Regions from separate parts of the Hordeum vulgare genome. Here region 1 is linked to region 2. A link is a contact called in public Hi-C data. All regions are on one chromosome and are shown on one strand. Each heading gives the region's core, a stretch centred on a gene start, on an enhancer-like site or on the middle of the called end of the contact. The rest is flanking DNA. Distances are from core to core; before and after follow the strand shown.

Region 1 (4,177 bases), core at 873-3,372, 54 kb before region 2:
GCACGCGAAATTCCTATATCGTACGGGCTTTTAAAATTTGTTACGGGCATACGTTGGACGACAGTTGAAATACCGAGCTGTTATGTTCATCCAGGATAGTACATATATTTGGTTTTGGCGGAGGGTGGTTCGGTTCAATGGCGCAGACGGTACCAAGCTCCCTTCTGATCACTGTCACCTTATCTTGTTTTCTCCCTCGGCACCCTGTCATCTGATTTTGTTGATAATTTTGAGCCGTTTAACCCATTGGGGGTGGCACGTGTTGGTGGACGGGTGGTCCATGCCTTAATTAATGGGGCGCCGCTTAATTCGATTAACGTGAAGCGAGCAAAGTCAATAGCACACCGACACGTAACTAATCCGGGTCTGAATAAATCCCATCCAACCATATTTTATCCTTTTCACCAAATATCCAAAAATAAAAATAATAAGAGCAACTCCAACCGGCCGACCCACACGGACAGCGATTTCGTCTGTTTTTTCTTCGTTTGGGTCGGTCAGGCACGAACGTTCGCTTCCGCAAATCGATCGGCTCGTGCGTCCAACGCTGGCCGGATCCTTTTTGTCAGCGTGAGAAAAAAAACACATAAGACATAATTAAACATTAAAAGCCGACCATGAAGGCCGTTGATAGTCCACGCATCGCGTTCGCATTATATTAAATAAAAAAAACTAAAACTATGTTCATGCAGCCCTAGGCGGCAACGTCGTCGTCAAGGGCCACGTTGGCGCAGGGCCGGCCCAGGGGAACACCGAGTTTCCACAGCGCAGCTGCTGCGCCTCCGTCGTCTGCCCCGCCGACCGGGGTTGTGCTGGTGGCGGTGGCAGTGCAGCAGCACGGGCACGCTCCTCCGCCGCCTCCGCCGCTCCTCCTCCTCCTCCTTGTCCAGCTCCATGAGGCGCAAGCCTTCGTCGCGTTTCGCCCGCAGGTGCACCGACCTCCAGTGCTCGAGGTAGGCCTGCTCCTGCTGCGGTGTCGCGTCTAGCCAGATGGGCGGCGCGCTGACGAACTCCTGGACGACGCCGGTCCACTGATAGACCTCACGCGGCAGCGCGGGCTCGGGCTCGGGCTCCGGCGGAGGTGGCACGACGCAGTCGCCGGCAGCCGACAATGGCATGGCCTCCGCGAGCTGTTGCTGGTACGCCGCCTCCTCTTCGGCCATGCGCCGCGCTTCTTCCTCGCTGTTGCGGAGGACACCAGTGAGCGCCGCCATGTAGGCGGCCTCAGCCTCCTGGTCCTCGTCACTGACGACAGGCGGGGGCGGCGGAGGGCCTCCTGGCTGCACTTCGCGCACGCCACAGCGGCCCTGCTCCTCGTGCTCCACCGCTAACCACACCTTCCAGTTAGGGGAGTCGGCAGCTGACGTCATCACTTGGTCACCTCCTTCGCATGCACCCGCGCCGACCATGGCACAACCGGCACCGGAATCCTCTTCGAATCCATCGAGGGAGCGCGTGCGTCCGCGCCGACGTATTTCAGTCCCAAATTTGGACCGGAAATGGATCGGCGCGCACGCTAAACATACGCGTTTTGACAATGGATCGACGCGTTAGGCCATCATTTTTGTTCGCGCTGAACCAAACGGATGGCCACGGACAAAATGAATCGCCTCATTAAAATTACTCTAACTGCATGATTAAACTGGAAAGTGGTAACGGAAGAGCGAAGCAAAGCCGCCTAACTAATTATTTTGGTTCTTGACTTGCATTTCTCTTTGGTTTCCGTCGGCAACAGGGAACGGAGCGCCGGAGCAGAGAAGCATGGTGTGGTCAGGTCAGGGTCAGGCTGTACGTACATACGTACGTGTGATGTGTGATGCGTTGTTGTATTGTTCGTAGTACCTTCCCGTCTACTACATGTGGCATGGACCCGTTGTTTTCACCCGTCAGCCAGCACCCTGCCCTTGCACACGACGACGGTCGACCTGTGTCATGTGTGCCTTCCCTCGCTTGTTCTTGCGGCAGCTGAGCGCGCGTACCCGATGAAGAAACGGAGGGGGAAAAGGGACCGTGACATGACATGACATGGTGCACGGAAAGCTATCATATCTAGCGTAGCGATGATCGATGCGCTGTAGATGAATTGTGCGCTCGCGCTGTCACCCGGCCATTGGTCGTCCGCACCTACGGCCACGTGGAGGAGACACCATTTAATTCATGAACTTCCTTTATTACCCTTTATCTGTGCTGTTCAGGCCTGTTTGTATCGGAGGTCCCGGGACTTCTTTTAGTCCCAACTAAAAAATCCTTAGTCTCTGTCCGTTTGTTTTTATGAACTAAACAAGGACTAGAGATCATTAAATGTCATGCAAAAATATCATGTTATTCCTAGTAATGTACTAGAAGTTATTAAATGACATGCTAAAAGTAGTGGCACTGTTAGAAAAAGTATCAAAAAATCTCAAAACGATTCTTCCATAGGGACTTCTTCCTTTAGTTCCAAATACTCCATTTTAGTCCTTAAAAGTCTCTCATGTTTGTTACACATGGGATTAAAAGGGACTTTTTTAGTCCCTACACCAAAAAGTCCCTCGAAACTAACACCCCCTCAGTTTGAGCTAGGCTACCCGTTCGATCCGTTGCATGCGTGCGTGGATCAAATATACTCATTCCACAAATACGATGGTAAGAGTGGACTTAGTAAATATGACCCCATACCATGGGACGCATCCGATCAATAAACGGGCGTGTTCATTTTGAATCACTATTTTTTCATCCGTGCAACCATATTTTTTATTTTATATATGTCCCGTCATTTGCACGCGATTGGTGAAAAAATGAATAAGGAAAGAGAAAAGGTGGTCCAGGATGGGGTCATGTCCTACGTGGCGGACTGATAGGACGCGTCCGCAAGCCCTCGTATCATCCTCATATTTGAGATGAATATGAGGGGTGTCGGTGAGTCTCACCGTTTAAGATGGGTATAAGGGGTCCGGATGGGTTGTGTTTTTTGGACGGTCACTGACGGGACGGCTTGTCCTGACGTTTGAGGTGGATACGAGAGATTCCATTATAGATGCTCTAAATGACATCAGCTCGATCGCTGGTTAGGCTAACTCCAACGCGGTTCATCAAAACGTAAATAAACCATTCTAATGTGTCGTGTGAACATTTTTTTCCATCCAATGTCATGTATCAAATGTCCGTGGATCAAATGTAGCATGCGGGGAAATGACATCAGCTCAATCGTACGCCGTGCTTCGGCCAAGCCTACCATCGACAGGCATCGCTCCGCTCACTCCTGAGAAGTTAGCTTTTATCTTTATATTTCAATTTGCTACACAATTCACCTTGAGGCAAATCATGTAGCATTAATGAGAACCTTCTCGTCGAACATTTTTTTAAGCTCTAATGAGTTTTACCAACTAAATCGGACCAAAACTCGAACTTAGCAATACAAACTGGCTTTATCAATATATCAACAAGATTAGCATGAATTCTAATCTTGCTTATCTTCACTTTACCTTAACAATGTCTCCAACATAATGTTATTTGACATCAATGTGCTTTGTTCTCTCATGGACCATCTAATTCTTAGAGATGTATAGGTAAACGCTTCCTATCAAAAGTCTGATATGAAATTTTCCTTAGACGACTCCCGCGTAGTACATTCTTCTCTAGTCCCACGGTCCATATTTAGAAGTAAATCTTCAATTCCTTCAATTAAGCTCACGTCTCTAGTTAATCTCGCTGGACCTGGTGACTAAATCTTTTTTTAAACGGATACGTGAGTAAATCTCGCATGCCCCACATGCCCGACCCATCCACCCCAGCTTTTCTCGCATCTCATGGGCGAGCTCATCCCTGATCTTGTTGACCTTGCCGTCCCATCTCACCGCAAAGCTCTCCCTCCACCCAGCTGGGTGCCGTACCTGTTTGCACCGCCAGTGCTGCTCAGATTCGTTTCCCGGGCCCCGTGCTTCGAGTTCACCTAATGGGTGTGCTCACCGTCTACCTCGCAGCCTAGATTTGACCCACTCCAATGCTACCAATTGTTGATGCGGCCCCGGTCCACCTCACCATCGTTGCCGATGCGCGGTGCCCGTGGCCACTATGACCAAAGCGTTGTTTGTGCTTAACCACGCTGCCCGGAGAACATCCGTCGGTACGAGAACCAGCAGTGCCAAAGGTCCTTTTTGCCCCAAGGATACCAATATTCATTTTTTGATTTGTATGT
Region 2 (3,966 bases), core at 871-3,370:
TTGAGCATACCTCTGCTATTAGTGAAAAAATTGAGCTTTATTTCCTCTAACCTAAATTAATGCATGATCTACTGGTGATGATCTATAGCATTATAGTGCTAGCTACATTGATCACAAACTTTGGCTCTAAAGTTCTCCCCCATCTAAGTAGTGATGCTTGTGGCATTTAATTTCTTTCGTGTAGGGCCTAGTCAGCCAGAGGTTGGGTGTGATGGAACCTAATTTGCGGAGGAAGCAACGCTAAAGCAACGAAACCCAATGCCTTTTAGCGTAACAAAACCCAAAGCTCTGCCTTTCATGATGCTTAGGTTTGGCTAATATATGTCTTTGTCCACTAATGTCCTTACCAGTTAGCCCACCCACACTTTCTGATGATGCCTAGGTTTAGCCAATGTGTGTCTTTCGTGCTTGCTAATATAGTCACCAGTTGATTAGCCCATCCTTCGTTACCTTTAAGCGGTGGATGCTAAAGCTAGGAGTTTCTTATTTCCAATTATCCTTTTGAATTAGAATAGTTATCAGCAAGCTCTTAGGGTCCCTCAAAGCTCTTGTTTATGCCTAGACATCTTTTTCATACAACAAGAAATATAAGTCTTTTTAGACATTGCTAGGACATGTACTAGATCGAAGAGATCATCTAGACCAATGGCTAGCTAGCTCTTTGACCATTTGTACTGTACTTGTACTACTGCATCCATACATGTACTAGTAGCTAGCTCCTACAAAATTATTGAGCCTGCCTACATAGCGCCCAAAGGAAACCTGCATAGATGTGTATTAACCAGCTGCTAAGTCCAACTGTAGTGGCAAAACAAATCATCGTCCAGGACCTACGTAAACATGCTTATCCGTCTATTTGAAGACACACACCCTTCGTTTCTAAATATAGATTTTTTTCAAATATTTATATACAGACTAGATACGTATGTATATGAACATATCTAAAATGTAGATTTATTTATTTTACTTTTTATATAGTTCATATTATTATTTTTAAATATTTATATTTAGGAACAGAGTGAGTAGTTTGATTTTGGGTGTCCTGATTTAAAATGCCCATCTATATGCGGTATTATGGAATCCACTTTTAGCTAGCTACTCCCTCCGTTTTTAAATATAAGTCTTTTAAGAGGTTTTATTAAAGAACTACATACGATGTATATAGAGATAATTTAATGTATAGATTCACTCATTTTAATTTGTATGTAGCCCCTTAATGAAATTTGTAAAAAGACTTATATTTATGAACGGAGAGAGTAGCTAGCATTGAGGAACACGTCAGGAGAGAGGCTGGATTAAGTACGTGTTTTAAGGTCCAGGTGACGGGGACGTAAAGCATTCCTTGAGCGGGTATCCTCCTCGAGACGCGCCACGTGTCTAAACTAGATTACTTTGCATAATAATACAACTAAGGATGTTGCTCCAATTACGCCCAACTCGCAATAAACTAGTAGGTGAGCTAGTCTTTGCTTACCACCGCAAAAGAATTATTATGTTTTCCTGCCTAGCTCAAGTTGTGCTTCACTTTCATGCCGTGGTGTGATGTGATGTGATGTCCAAAAGATAAATAGCTCGCGCGGTTTGAAAGTAACGGGAGGCGGCATCGGAGGGGAGAGATGCAATAATTTTAATCTTCCTTCCTTGTCCGTGTTTAATTGTCCCCACAGACACATCACATCAGTTTCTGCACATTAGACATTTCCAAAAAAATTCGTCAAGAGAGCACTCGGAGCTGAAAATGACTGGATGGGGTTAGGCCAACATGTGGTAGTCCACGAGTCTAAGCTCATGATAATCGTCCTAGACTGTAATTAATCTCCCCGTTGATACTGAAGGTGAAAACATGGTAACCCTGTTAAGGCCCTCAATTTCAGGCAGACAGACTGCTCTTTCTCCCCACTCTCTTCGGACGAACTTTATGCTCTCGCGTGCGTACAGGATCATGCAGTGGCGATAATAATAAGAACGGGAAAGTGACCGGGGAACGTGGAGATGCAGATGCGAGATGGTGAGCGGGAAAAGGTTTGTCTATCGCTAGCTGCTAGCTTGGGTGCAGGGCCCTCCACTGAGATCATTGCCGTTAGCTTCCTTGGCCTTTTTTATCATGCGTGTTGTGAAGAGATCAACAGAGACAAGCCACCTAAAGATGAGCGGAGTGTGATTGGACCATTTAGGCCAGGGAGCATTCCGTTAACAGCCATCCCCTTCGTCTTATCCCAGTGCTCTCTTTCTCCTCCTCTTGTTATCACTTGTTCACAGCCAAAAAGGGACAGAAGCTGAGGCAGAGGTAGAAGAATTGTAGCGTTAGAATTTCCATATCCATGCTGGTAGCAGGAGACCATGGAGGCTACATTTTGGTTTGCACTCTCTTTTCTGTATCTCCGACATGCAACATGTTAGGTTTTCTTTAATAAAAAACCTTCAAGATGGATGGTGGGCATTCGTGTCGTGGGACCCTTTATTTGGGGGTCATATTCAAACTCACGGCGAGGCAGTGGCAGCCCTGTCTATCTATACCTACTCCGAACAAATGCGCCGCACCTTTGGAGCGCAAAGGGGGACGGGACTCCGAAGTGTCCTACCTACATTTGTGCAAACCCAACTACAGTACTTGGATTCAAATCAGATGCATCGCACCTGGTCGTACACCCATCGTCATCGCACACGTTTCGCCGTTTCCATCCAGCACGTACTCCTACTTACGTACGAGTCAGCGGATGGAGCGTTTAATCAAAGGCTAATCAGTCGATGGTTTGGTGGCGCCATTAACTGGTGAGTAGTGACACGCGCGGCGCAACACCGAATAATAAGGCTATAAAGAGTCCCTGGAGCTCGTCCACCAAATAAAGAGCACGAGACATGTTTGGTATAGTGCAGCACGTATTTGTTTGCTCGAGGAATATTTAAGCACACACGTATTCCTGGTCAAATTGCATGCATGCCTCGTGGAATCCTGCCGGTTTGGAGACGGGCAGCTCAATATCTCTGCATGATGCATGACCCGAACATACAACAAACGACCAACCATCGTCATGCAACCGCATTAGCCGATGGATGGATTGATTAAACACGAACGGACTGAACATATAACGGGAGCACTATCTTTGACCGGACGTACTTGCGCTGGGGATACCTCTGCCTCCCAGATTGTCTGGTGAACGGGAGCAGCTGCCAGCTGCTGTCCCTGGTTTTGCGACGGGGACGCGATCTACTTGAAGATTCTGTAGTAATTGAGCGAATTAGGATTTAGGAGTAGCTATTATAAGCGCAGGAAACAGATAGCATCATAGCACTGCTCCGGTCCGTACGAGTAATTTCGAGATTTTGAACGAAACAGACTGCATGGTGGGATCGATCGACTGAAAAAGGCTGTGGCAAGAGTTAACTATGGAGCACTCCTACTGTGCTGTGCATGCAATTGATCCCGTGAGGCTAACCAAAGGTAATTAAGTAAGAAGCTACTCCCGCTACTCCTGCTATATATTCTACTCCTACTTCGACGGTAGGTTTCTATACCCTATCGTCATCGACCTTGATAGAAAAAAGATCATATCCTGAAATAGTTATCCGGTTAAACTTTTGCAGAAGATCAACGGAAATTTGCCATATATATTTTAGTGCACGAAGCAGGCAGGCAGGTTGCAGCACGTATGACTTCCTGCTCCTGGGTAGCTAGCTAGCAGCAAAGAAAGCAGCTTGAGTGCCAGCTTAGCAGCGACCCGTGCATCAGATCAGTATGCTCTCATTATGCTTGACGTGATGCCAGTTCAATTCACTTCCCTCTGTAGTCTAGCTCTCTTCAACTATAAGTATTCAGATGCCGTTTTTTTCCAAGAGGGAGTACGACATTTGGAACGACGAACCCCACGGAGATAAGATACACAGTCAAATCTTTTGTAATCAGATATTCAGAACACTACGTACAATACAAGGCTACAGAATACGGGACAGGCGCGGGGCGGGGCT

The links. A called contact is a pair of places that touch in the nucleus more often than the background predicts.
Region 1: a Hi-C map of leaf shows a contact between it and region 2, with 2.8 times the contacts expected there. The contact joins two enhancer-like sites. A contact is called at or near these places in 2 of 6 Hi-C or Micro-C datasets (leaf and seedling).

The regions. Positions count from the first base shown.
Region 1 is chr3H:575,958,081-575,962,257 of MorexV3_pseudomolecules_assembly, reverse strand. No RefSeq gene overlaps it. Among protein-coding and RNA genes, the nearest start is that of LOC123445254, 150 kb to the right of the region's middle. Within about 2 kb of position 2,122, at least 3 of the 3 cell types and tissues checked have open chromatin away from gene starts, as enhancers often do. A contact at or near this core is called in leaf and seedling, where this site is marked.
Region 2 is chr3H:575,903,940-575,907,905 of MorexV3_pseudomolecules_assembly, reverse strand. No RefSeq gene overlaps it. Among protein-coding and RNA genes, the nearest start is that of LOC123445254, 96 kb to the right of the region's middle. Within about 2 kb of position 2,120, at least 3 of the 3 cell types and tissues checked have open chromatin away from gene starts, as enhancers often do. A contact at or near this core is called in leaf and seedling, where this site is marked.